Linked DNA regions of Mus musculus: region 1 is linked to region 2. Evidence: chromatin contacts called from public HiChIP or PLAC-seq data. All regions are on one chromosome and are shown on one strand. The core of a region is the stretch at or near the end of the contact, and the rest is flanking DNA. Distances in the headings are between cores, read along the strand shown. Region 1 has its middle 31 kb from the start of Gm46687. Region 2 has its middle 69 kb from the start of Gm34187.

The links. HiChIP or PLAC-seq counts read pairs in DNA pulled down with a chosen protein or histone mark.
Region 1: a contact with region 2 is called in an H3K4me3 HiChIP or PLAC-seq map of pro-B cells, with 4 times the contacts expected there. The contact joins two enhancer-like sites. A contact is called at or near these places in 3 of 115 datasets of contacts at active chromatin or transcription factors (embryonic forebrain, pancreatic cancer cells and pro-B cells).

Annotation. Positions count from the first base shown.
Region 1 is chrX:12,120,921-12,126,649 of GRCm38.p6, forward strand. It overlaps a transcript of Bcor not described here. Among named protein-coding and RNA genes, the nearest start is that of Gm46687, 31 kb to the left of the region's middle. Within about 2 kb of position 2,336, at least 142 of the 459 cell types and tissues checked have an H3K27ac peak or open chromatin away from gene starts, as enhancers often do. A contact at or near this core is called in pro-B cells, where this site is marked.
Region 2 is chrX:11,598,978-11,605,302 of GRCm38.p6, forward strand. No RefSeq gene overlaps it. Among named protein-coding and RNA genes, the nearest start is that of Gm34187, 69 kb to the left of the region's middle. Within about 2 kb of position 1,989, at least 1 of the 459 cell types and tissues checked has an H3K27ac peak or open chromatin away from gene starts, as enhancers often do. A contact at or near this core is called in pro-B cells, where this site is marked.

The DNA.
Region 1 (5,729 bases), core at 1,086-3,585, 520 kb after region 2:
GTTCGGTTTTAGACCGGACCTTATATCGAAACACAGGCTGACCAAGAAGCTTACTAGATAGCGAGTACGACCTTGAGCCGCTGATTCTCAGGACTCTAGCTCCAAGTCCTGGGTTGTAAGTATGTATCACTATGCCTATGCTTTTGAGTGGTAGTGGTGGAGGTGTTGAGACAAGGTCTCAGGCTGAAGTGATCCTCCTGCCTCAGCTTAGAGAATGCTGGTGTTGTAGGCATGAGCTACCGACCACACTGGGCTCTAGAAGGGTGGATGGAGGGAATAAGAAATCACTACAATCTAAGTGGGGAATGTATTACTCTGTAACAGTTTAAGATGAAGTTAAATTGATTCAGACCTCTGAAAGGCTGCTGAATCCCTTGCAATAGGAATGTTAAATAAATGTTGTGCTTTTGAAAGCCTGCCTTCTGATATAGATGTTCATTAAGACCACTGGGTCTTTTGATTTTTCTTTGGGCTTTGGCTTCTTCAAGGTAAAACTAGTTTTCCAACCCTCTCTTTTTTGGACAGAATTTTTATTTTTTTTCCTTTTTCTTTGTACCTATGCTGACAATTGTGCGCAGGAAGCTGGGAGCAGTGATCCTGCAGAGAAGCAGAGATGGATGAGAGAGTCACGGTCTTCCCTCAACACACTTTGATAGCCTTAGAATTTTTTGCCATATGCTACCCTGGCACCCATCTGTAATCCCAGCATTCAGTGGGTAGAGGCAGAAGGATCAGGAGTCTAAAGCCAACCTCAGCACCATGAGACCCTATCTGAAAACAATGACATTTTTTTGGTCACGTGCAGGTGTTACCCCCTACCATTTTCAATTAATATGATCTAGTTATCTAGGCAGAATCTTGGGGAAGGAAAACATAGGACACCAGCCCCCAAGTCCCCACTTAGAAGATTGGGCAGAAGGTGTTTGTATGTAAGTGGAGCATCGATAAAAACACACCACTGAATTATAGCTTAAAAAAATACAGTCTTGGCCGAGCAGTAACGGCACACGGGAGGCATGAGCAGGCAGATCTCTGTGAGTTCGAGGCCAGCCTGGACTACAGATCGAGTTCCAGGACGGTCAGGGCTACACAGAGAAATTCTGCCTCAAAACTGACCCCAGACCCCCCAACCTCCCCCTGCCCAAAAAATTCTTGGGGTTGAGAAAGGGTTCAGTGTTGTACAACACAGGGGTCTGAGTTTAGATCTGTAGTACCTATATATAAACCGAGTGTATCGCCCTGCGCCTTTGACTAAAATGGCTGAGGCAGGGAGATTCTGAGTTCAAAGCCAGCCTAGACCCTGTCTCAAAAGAAAAAACTATAAAAGTGACTAAGGCTACAGCTCAGTGCTTAAGGAACTTACCTAGCATATATGAGACTCTGAGTTCAATCCTCCAGTACTCGGTGGGATAAGGAAAAAGAGAAAGAAATAAAAAAGTCCTCTGTAGTTGTAGCCTGCTGTTTCAGCTACACAACAAGCTGAGTTAGGAGGACTGAGCTCTGGGCAGCACAAGACCCTGTTTCAAAACATACACATGAGCAGGCCAGGGTGACATGTAACCCCAGGACTTAAGTTCAACAATAGCCTGGGCTAGGATCTAATTCTAAGGCAGGTTGGGCTAAGAGCTAAGAGCCCCCCCCCCAACAAAGACTTTCTCCCAGCTTTTGTGTGAAAGGAAGCAGAATCTTGGAAACCTGAGGTGTTACTCCTACTCCCTTGCAAGAGCCATCAGTAGTATTAAACAGACCAGAGACCAGAGCTAAAGGTAGTGGGCGAATGACTCTGCTCACCGGTGACCCATGAAGAAGCATGTGATTTGACACCCATCCCCCCCCACCTCCTATTTGTATTTCTAGGGAACGTCTGCTTGCGTAAGGGAACACAGAGCACGATCGGACTTTTATTCAGCATAGGATCGAAGTTACCAAGTGTTCACCACTACTCAAATCCCAAAGCTACCAGTCAGGGAACTCAGGCCATGCTCAGTCCCGGGGCCACTCGAAAGAAGGGAAGGGCTCCTGCTCTTTGACAATTTACTCTCTCTCGGAGAGCTCGCGCAGAAGCCTGCAACTATCCACCAGACCAGAATGAGGAAGTACTGTTCTCAGAGGACTGCGGAGGGGCAGGAGGGCTGGCTTAGACTTAAGCTGGCTGAGGAGGGGGGGTGCCCAAATTTGGGGGCAAGGAGGTCTGAGTAGTGGGCTGGAGAGGGCGCACTGCCAGCTCTAGCTGGCTCAGAGCCAGGGAGTCTGACTGAACTTGGGCCAGCCCTGTTGGCCCACAGACTCAGTACGCTAACTGCCTGAGTACTCCCAGCCTCTTTGTTTGCACTTCCCCACAGTTCCCCGGTAGTGTTTAGGAATGCGCTTTGAAGGTTCCAGCGCGTTTCGCCAGTGCGTAGGGAAACCAAGAGCAAAGGCTGGGCCCAGGCCAGATGGCTCGAAGGAGGGCACCTGTGATCACACTGAAACACCCCAAGGGGCAAGTCGAATCTAGGGGGCACAGAGGGAGTGTGCCCAGGGAAGGGGGATGTATTTAAGCCAGTTCAAATTCTCTGCTGGGGGACTCCCTCACAATTCCAAACCTTGGAGATTTCCAAGTTTGTTTTGTTCAGGGAGGCAGTATTCCCTTATCGAGTTCCAGAAAGAGCGGGGGGGGGGCGGGGGGAGGGGAGGGGAGAAGAGGAGAGGAGAGGAGAGGAGAGGAGAGGAGAGGAGAGGAGAGGAGAGGAGAGGAGAGAGAGAGAGCGCTGGAGGGGGGCAGTGCAAGCTTCCCTTTTCTCTCGGTCTGGGGCTAGTCTCTCGGTCAGGCTAGTCCTGACTTGAAAAGCTGCCTTCTTGATTTGCATCAAAATCTCTCTGGCCTGGCCCCCAGGGGAAATAAAGTTAGGCAGGCTTTCCAAGGAAGGGGGAAGTAAAGGACCCATGTGACCCCTGCCACCATCCAAACAGAACAATCTGGAAGGCCCTGGAGCTTGGTCCGGGTTTAGGTTGGAAGCAGAGAGGTCCCTGGCCCCAAGAGGCTGGTAGCCTCATCTTCCTCCTGGAATCCAGCTGCAGGCGCAGGGGCAGGGTAACAGTGACGCTCAGGGAGTGGCTGATTTCCTTCTCCACGTCCTCAGAAGCTCACCCACAGTCCTTTATGTCCTTTGTTATTTTGCACATAAAAGGAAGGAGTCGCCCCTGCTGGGTCATTTGAGGAGTCTAGCACTTGTGGCCCCAGATGTCCAGCATACTGCTTTGCGTAAGGCAAGTGCTTAATAAATGCTAACTGGTTAAAATAGTGAGCCAGAAAGAAACCCTTTCTCCAACCAAAAGTGCTCTAACTCTTGGTACCAACCAGAAGTGCTTGGTACTTGGTTTTACTTTTTGTCCAGTTGATCAAATGTTTTCACCCTCTGAATTCATGAGGGCTTAAAGAAGACCCCAAGATCTTTCTAGATCCACAACCACCACCTTTGTTCGCAAACTAGTCCTTTAGCCCTAGTTCTGATCATCGGGATCCTGCCACCTAGGCCTAGGCTTCAGCTGATCGATCATTCTCTTGTTCTCCCGTGCCTCGTCAGGGTAACTTTACCATACACACTCAGTCACTGGATTCTTTGACACATCTGTTCCTTTCTGTCTCCGCGGCCATTTATACAGTCCCAGCTCCTGAGTACACACACAGGCCTGTGGCACATGAGCAATGACTCCAAAGCCACAAAGGGCACTTGGATCTCCCCCCCACCCCCGCACCCCCTCCCCACCCCCTGCAGCCAGTGTTGTCTAGAGCTCAGATAAACCTCCCTCTTGCTTCCAGATGATGACAAGGCCTGGGTTTAGGGGCCTGTGGTCTCTGGATTTCCCCCTTAGTTCCCATTTCCCCTTATTTCCTTGTGGCCATTGATGTGGTGTCTGAAGCTCTGCTTAGGGTAAACAAAGTGATCAGACGGCTCCCTTTCTTCCCGCTCTCAGAAAAGTCACTTTCCCTGCTTAAGTAATGACTGCCTTTTCCTCCCAGCCTCCTCTCAACCCACATATATTTAGTGTAAGCTGCCCTGGGTAGAGTTTAATTAGGTACCAACTCACCCAGGGGCAAATACCAAGGACCCCTCTCAGGCTGAACAAATGGGACCTATGCTTGATGTAGCCAGCCTACCCCTGGCTGATAAGTGACTGGCGGCTAGCAGGTAGAGGGCTGTCCATTCTGAGCTAATGATTGCCTTAGGCACCAAGTGATGGAAAATCCTGGCAGGCTGGCAAGCTGCAGGGCTAAGCCAGGGACAATTGTATGGACCAGTTTAACATGGCTGCAGGGAGGGATGGCAGAAGGAATGCAGCCTGTGTGTGTGTGTGTGTGTGCGCATACACGCACATGTGCGAGTGCTTGCTTGCTTGTGTGTGTACATGTGTGTGCATGTGTATGCGCATGCATGTGTGTGCCTTTTCTCTCCAGTCTCCCTGCTACCTTTCCCTAGCCCATACTCTTTCCTACCATTTTTCTCTTCTGTTTCTAGCCCACACGAGTTGAAATTAGAAAGGTCTTTGAATTCATTTATTTGTTTTAATAAAGACAGCATTTTAAGCAGCATATTTGCAGCACTTGAGTGTTAAACTAAACACCAAGCCAGCTAAATGTGTTAGGGGGACATGAAAAGTCAGTTTACAAGAAACATATAATTAACGCGGTCTTTGACTTTCTCTAAGCTTTTGTCTGGCGCAGGACAAGACAGAGGCGCCATAATCAACTTTAAATAAATGAAAGATCGCATCCAGGCGAAAGGGGGACAAAAAAGTTTGGAGTGGAAAACAAAGGCCAAAGAAGGAATTTGGAGCATTGGAATAAATATGCTTAGAAATACATCTTTTGTTCCTTTCCGTGTAGTCAATATCCATTTTCTCCTTCCCAATTGGAAGGTTCTGGACTATACCTGTGAACAGCCACAGAAGCACAGGCCTGGTGGGGGAAGGGAGGTGAAATGAGGCACCCACAGGAAACGCATGGGAGTTTCAAGAGGTTGATAAATCCAGGCTAATGGAAATTACTATTGCACAACCCGGGAGTCTTCACGTGGCCTGACTTCCAATAAATGGTTCCCCTCCTCACCCCTTGGAGAAAGTGAAATAAGACATTAGACTTTCAATAATCTCATATGGTGATGATCAATCAAAACCCAGAGGAGAAGGCCAATTTATAGAAATTGTATCTGCTTCACTGGGCGAGTGGAACCAGGGAGCTGAAAAGAACACTGTGGTCGCCTTTGATGTGTGAAGTTGCTCCCAAATGACAAACGCCAAAAAGCACTGCCTGTACACATGGGGTCTTTTCAAAGAGGGTGCTCCACAGAGGCCCGTCTTGGGCCGCTCACTGTGGGGACCTGCTTAAAGGGAAAGCACATGGTTAGGCCACATCAAAGCCACTCCTTTCTATTATCTGTTGGTTAGTTTAAGTTGGAGTTGCCATCTTTCTTATTTGTTTTATCGCCACTGAAGTTTATTTGCTGAATTAACTTTTAATGGACCCTCGACTTTGTTCTTCAGAGTTACCTTCTAATACTTGGGCCTTTTTAGCTGGGCTCCTCCAGGCTTTGTGATCAGGTTGCCTTTGTGACCCTAGGCCCCCATTCCCTCCACCCGGATCCTGGAGGTGAAGAGCTCAGCCTCTGTTAACTCCTTGACTGCTGGTGTCTTTTTGTGTGTGTGGCTACTAATCACCTCCTGTTGATCACTGCCAAGTTCTCAGGTTG
Region 2 (6,325 bases), core at 739-3,238:
AACAAATTTACCCACCTCACCTTCTCACCAAATAGTTCCGTCTTAGCTTGACTTTACTGAACAGTAGCAATTCCCTTTGTTATATCTCTACCACACACCACATGAACCATTGAGAAAGTAAGCCAAGACCTGGCTTGGGTAGTCTCTGCTTGAAGTTCATAGAAACTGAGCAAGCTACACAGTTGGGGGCGCTCCCATCTGTAATTCTCTTGCCTCCGGGCCAGTTGTGTGGTCTCGGTCAGGAGCCTATCATCAGTTCCCCCATCTGGCCCAGCAGCCTGTAATATACTGCTACAACAATATGATTTCTATTTGCCTCGCCTTTGATCTCCACTCACACAGTTTCCAACACAGAGCCCCACCCTCTGGTCTATGAACTTTCATGTGGGAAGAATCTTTATATTGTATGTGGATAGTCTACTTCCCCTTCTAGCAGCTTCTTTTTAAGAGCAAGGTCAACCTTTCTATGTCCACTCTACCCACAATACCCTTCTGAGGATGCCCCTTCTACCCAAGTGACTTTGGTCAAAGCTAATCTGACTAGCACTTTAGTCGGGGCTCCCCTAGAAGGAGAAGATGAGGCCAGGATCATGTACAAGTAGTTTTAGGAGGTTATTAGCATCCTGAGATAAGCTGGTCATGAAAAAACAAAATGAGACCAGAAAGCGAGCCAATCCAAGAGCACAGACATGACCACTCTGGCTAACTGAAGCTCAATCTCACTGGAGAAGAGTGCAGAACACAAGCCTTGACCTCAGCCCACCATGGGACAAAGAGAGACTATGAAAGGACTCAGTCGATGTCCTTTGCACCCTAGACTGTGTGTCTAGCCAGCTCCATTGCTCCACTTCTCAGGCACAGGGAGAAGTGAACTCTGTTCATTTGTTTGCACACTGACCTTTTCCCTTTGAGGATCCCATATACACATGCACTTTTCTGCATTACATTCATCCATCACTCGCCACCTCCAACTGCTCATGAATCCTACTCCACAGGTCCCCTTCCAACTTCATGTTTTTTTTTTAAGGACAAAAAACAGAGTCCAATTGGTGCTACTCATATATGCCATAGTGTAGGCCCATATAGTGATGCATGGTCAACCACAAAGGAACACAACTCTAAAGAAAAATAACTATCGCTTCCTTAGACAACCATCAACTGTCAATAACCTCTCAGTTACAGGAGGGGCCTTGGATAGGGCCATCCATATGCAAGCTGGAATGTTGACTGGTGTGATCCTGTACAGGCAACTACATCTGCTGTGAGTTCATGCATATAGGGGTTCGGTCATGTCTAGACGACACTGTTCCAAAGCCCCAGTGCTCCCTAACCTCTGGCTCTTACAATCTTTCTCCCCCTCTTCCAAAACAGTTCCTGAACCTTGGGGGCATAGGGGTGACCCACTTACGACTGACCTCCCCCACAGGTGCTTATTCTTCACACTTTGACCAATTGTGGATGTGTTTGCATAGCAACTGTTAGCAGTCACTCATCATTCATACCCAACTAGGCACAACTCCCCAGGCCCTGCAGTAGTCAGACAAGCTATCAAGCAAAGAAATGTCAGAGTTAAGGGTTGGTAATGTGACTAGCATACATCAAAATGGTAGGCTAAAGAGCTATGAGGTAGAGGATTGGCAGGCAGCCTAATTCACTTGGCAAGCTCCAGGCCAATAAGAGAGACTCTGTCTAAGGAGACCAAGGTAGATGGCCCCCGGGGAATGATGACTAAAGTTTTCTTTTGTCTTTGTCACACATACACATGCACACACACGCACAAATACCATAAATTCAGTCCTCCTCAATTCGATAACCAAACATATCTCCTTAAACTGAAGAACCTCACAAGACCTCTGTCTATCTCCAAGAGTCACCACCATCTGAAAAGTCCCAGCATCTCTCAAAAATTCAAGTTGTAAATCTCTCTCCCTGTACCCAGGCTGGAGAAGCCTCTGAGTTCGTGGCTTGTCATAGAGAAGCCCTTCCCTAGGGAACACTGTGTGAGCAGCTGTCCCCTTCCCCTGCAATTTCCCTTTCAAGTGTATACTTGTTCCATCAAATTTACTTTCATTATTTTTAATTGTATGTGTATATGTCTGTGTGGGGCTATGCTCATGTGAATGCAAATGTACAGAGACCAGAGGCATAGGCTACCCTGGAGCTGGAGTCACAGGCTACCTCATATGGATGCTGGCAACTGAAACTCTTGTCCTCTGGAAGGGTGGTAAATTCTCTTAACTACTGATCTCTCCAGCCCCATGTTCATACTTTTAAGTCACTGTGTTAGTCAGAGTTCTCTAGAGGAACAGAACCTATAGAATATAGTACAAAAGAGATTTAGCTCCCGTACATTTGGGCCTAGGTCATAGCAACGTGGCTAAAAGCACCAAGAATATTGGTAAATATGGGAGCAGATAGTGTGCCCACTTCCAGAAAATGGTAAAGAAAATTGAAATCAGCCAGTGTAACAAGTTCACTTCCTTCTTCTGTGGCAACACCAAGATGAAGAGGTAGGCAATGAGCTCCAGGCACTGTGGTTTCTGCATAGAAATAGCTGCTGGAGGGGCCTGGACCTTCAGTCAGCTCTGCTAGCAGAAAACTGGAGAAGCTGAAAGACTAGGCAGAAGCACTTTCATTTGAGATATCCCTAGCCTACAATAAATGGGTTAACTTCTATAACCAAGTCAGGGGATGTTAGATTAGCCTATATGACATGAGCAGACTAGTGCAACAGTGGCTGCCTGCTATACACTGGAGACACTGAGAACCCGGTAGCCACTTACCCAATGAGACTAAATGTCTCAACAGTCCCAATCTGGCCCTAAAAGCCTGAAGGATTCCTGGAGTGCCTCTGATCTTCAGTCCATGTTGGAAGGTTGAAGATGGTTTCCCTGTCAGTGGGAGATGGTAGGAGCAGCCCAGCAATAGGGAGACACACTCACCAGCAAGGAGTAAAGGTGGGAAGATGAAATCAGCATCTCTTTTTCCTCCAACCTCTTAGAATCCAGACCACTACTATAAAGGGTATCCTACATTGGGAGAGGGTCTTCTCTCTGAAGCCTTCCAAGAAATACCCTCATAAACCTTCCCAGGGCATATCTCTTAGTTGACCCAGATCCAATCCAATCTCGTTGACAAGCAAGATTAACTATCACACCCTTTAGCTGAGGTTGGTTGGATGCAGCCAATGATCTCAGAGTATCTTTCCCATGGTCTTGGTTCAAAGTACTTGTGTTTTTTTCAATGCCGCTACTAACTTCAGAAGCCATGCCTCACTTAGCTCCAACTTTGCATGGGCTTCGCAAACCACACTGCCAGTTTTCTAATCTTTTCACTCTGCTTTTTACTTTTAATTCTTCCTATAACCTGAATAAAATCAGCTAGCAATAATCATACCACAACCTGGATGCTAAGCTACCTTGAAATTCTCTATACTCAATTAATTCATTCATCATACTGAGTGAATACATGAGTGAGTGCGTGAGTGTGTGAGTGAGTGAGAGAGTGAGTGAGTGAGTGAGCAATTGAGACAGGGACTCACCTTGTAGCCTTGAGCAATCTAGAATTTACTATGTAGACCAGGTTGGCCTCAAACTCATAAAGATCTACCTTCTCCTGCCTCCTGAGTGCTGGTATCAAAAGCATGCACCACCATATACAACCACTCATTACTTTGTAAAGAAATATTTATTTGAGTGTGTGTGTGTGTGTGTGTGTGTGTGTGTGTGTACCTGCCCATGGAGGCCAGAAGAAGGTATTAGATACCTCTGCAGCTGGGGTCACAAGCTATGGTGATCCACTTGCTGTGGATGCTGGGCACTGAACTCAGATGTTCTGCAAGTGCAGGAAGCAATCTTGACTGCTGAGCTATCTCTTCAGCCCTCTGTGCATCACTTTTAAAATCATCCTTCCAAAGTCTTCAGACACAAACAAAAGGTGATCAAATTCTTTGCCACAAAGCCAGATAAACAACCTCCAGGCCAGGCCATGATAGAGTCCTTGTTTCCACATGAAGCCTGGTGATCAGTCTACTGTCCATATCCTTATTAGCATTTTGGTCTTCTGAGCACCCACAGGAGTCAACTATTCAATTCTGTTTGGATCATTCTAAGGTTTATGTAGTCCACTTCTACAGTCGCTTCCAAATTTCTCCCATAAACTTATTCTGAAGCCTTCTTAACTATGAGGGATAGTCACCCAAGCAACCCTCACTCCTAATACGAATTTTCTGTAGCAGAATTTGTATTGCTGTGACAATATATCTCATTTTAAACAACTTATTGGAAGAAGGATGTATTTGTGGTCACAGTCTTGGAGATTTCCGTTCATCACTGTGGAGAAAAGGCATCAGAATAGAGCAGCTCACAGTTTAGAATGCCTGCAATGGCTTTCCTTCTTTTAGTTCCTCTGGGCCTTCAGTTTATTGATGCTGCTGCTTACATTCTCTGGAAACACCCTCTAAAACACAGGCAGAGGTTTGCTTTACTAAAGGCCTAGGTGATTTTCAATCTAGACAAGTTGACAACCAAGATTAGCCATCATAAACACGGTCTCAAAAACCTTAAAGCACGTGTCAGGCTCTGTGTTACCAAAACACAGAAAAAGCTTCCATATATTCTTTATTTATAAAGAATATAAGCGTGTTTTCTCAAAGGTCTAAGGACTAGAACGTGCAAGGTTAAGGTACCAACAGATTCAGTGTCTTTGAGGCCCGAGCTCTGCTTCCAACATGGGACTGTATGATAGGAAAGCATGAAGTCACTCTAAGGTACTTTTTATTGTTAGTACATGTGCATGAGTGTGTGCGTGTGCATGTGTGTGGGGGAGTGTACATAAGGAGGTCAGAAGAGTGCATTGTCCTGCAGTGATCCACCTTTTTTTCCCTGAAAGAGGGTCTCTTACTGAGCCTGAAAGTCATCATTTCAGCTAAGCCATCTAGCCAAGGAGCTCCTGGGATCCACTGGTTTCCACCACTTCCAAGCTGGAGTTTCAGCACATGTTGGCTTTTATATGAGTACTAGGGATTTGAGCTCTGGTTTTCTCGATTTCACAGCAAATGCTTTTACTCATTAAGCTGTCTCCTCAATATCTAGAGTTCTGGTATAAAAGACCTTCCTCCAACCTGAAGAGACGCAGTCCTCACCTCCTAAAAAGACTCGCCTCTTAATTCGATTACACTGACTATTAAATTTCAATACAGGAATCTTATATTCTCACCATAGATAGCACTGAGAGACACAGAGACCTCAGCTATATGGTGTGGTTGCTTGAACTGAGAGGCTCATCAAACCTGATGGAGCAACACAGGAAAGAGGTTCATCTGCTAAGACCCACACCCCTTCTGAGCAAGAACATGGAGAAGAGACCATGTCACCCCAAAACTGAGAAAGAAGTCAGAAGCTCTGGAGCCTAATCAGCTTCTTAGAAAGGCTAACCTCTCAATGACTACTGCTGATGCCATACTGTGTCCATAGTGGTTTTACTAAAGGCCACTTTAACTAAACCAATGTAAGTAGGTGTATGTTCCTTCCAGCCCAAAGGCTTTACACCAGACCAACAACTGCTGAAATCGGTGACCATGTCAACATGGTATGGTTCTCACAGTCTTCATAGAAGTATACAGATTTCTAAAGCAGTAGGGTTGTTCCTGATGCCCTGTTCAAGCCTGTCCTCGAATTCCTTCTATAATGCAGTTCTCCCCTCTGTGCTCCAACATCTCTTGCTGCAATATGCTCATGACACGCAGACTCAGTACTCCTAGACTGCTATGAAAGCGTCTCAAGTCAAGGTCCTCATTCCATGACGTACCCTATGGGGAAAGCCTGTGGTTAATCGTGATTATGCTGGGAGTTTCTCATGTCCCGAGAAGAAGGTCTAGTCCTAGCTCTGTAGCCCAGAGGTCAGTGGTATGCCACACTATCATAGGGTTATCCAGGTTCCAGAAGAACCAGCAATGTCCATCTGAGCTCAAAGTCTAGCTGTGTAGTGCAGGCTATCATCTGCGTTAACAGATCCTGGCACTTCAGTTTGTCTTCTCAGGCTCTGGTAGCCACCCATGTATCTGAACTACAGCTGCAAATCCACTCTCTGTCTGGGATCTTGTCTTTCTTTCTTTCTTTTTTTTTAAATTCCAGTTAAAGATATTCATCTCCACATTTTGATATTTTGATCCCAAGCTAGATTAACTCTGTCCCGTGGATCTGATCCAGGAACTCTGGATGTAGTCAGATATTTTTGGTGGTGTTTTAGTTTCCTAATGTACAAATGTAGCTCTGTGGTAATATAGGTTCTTTGACTTGGCTGGAAATTCTGCCTTAGCAGCATC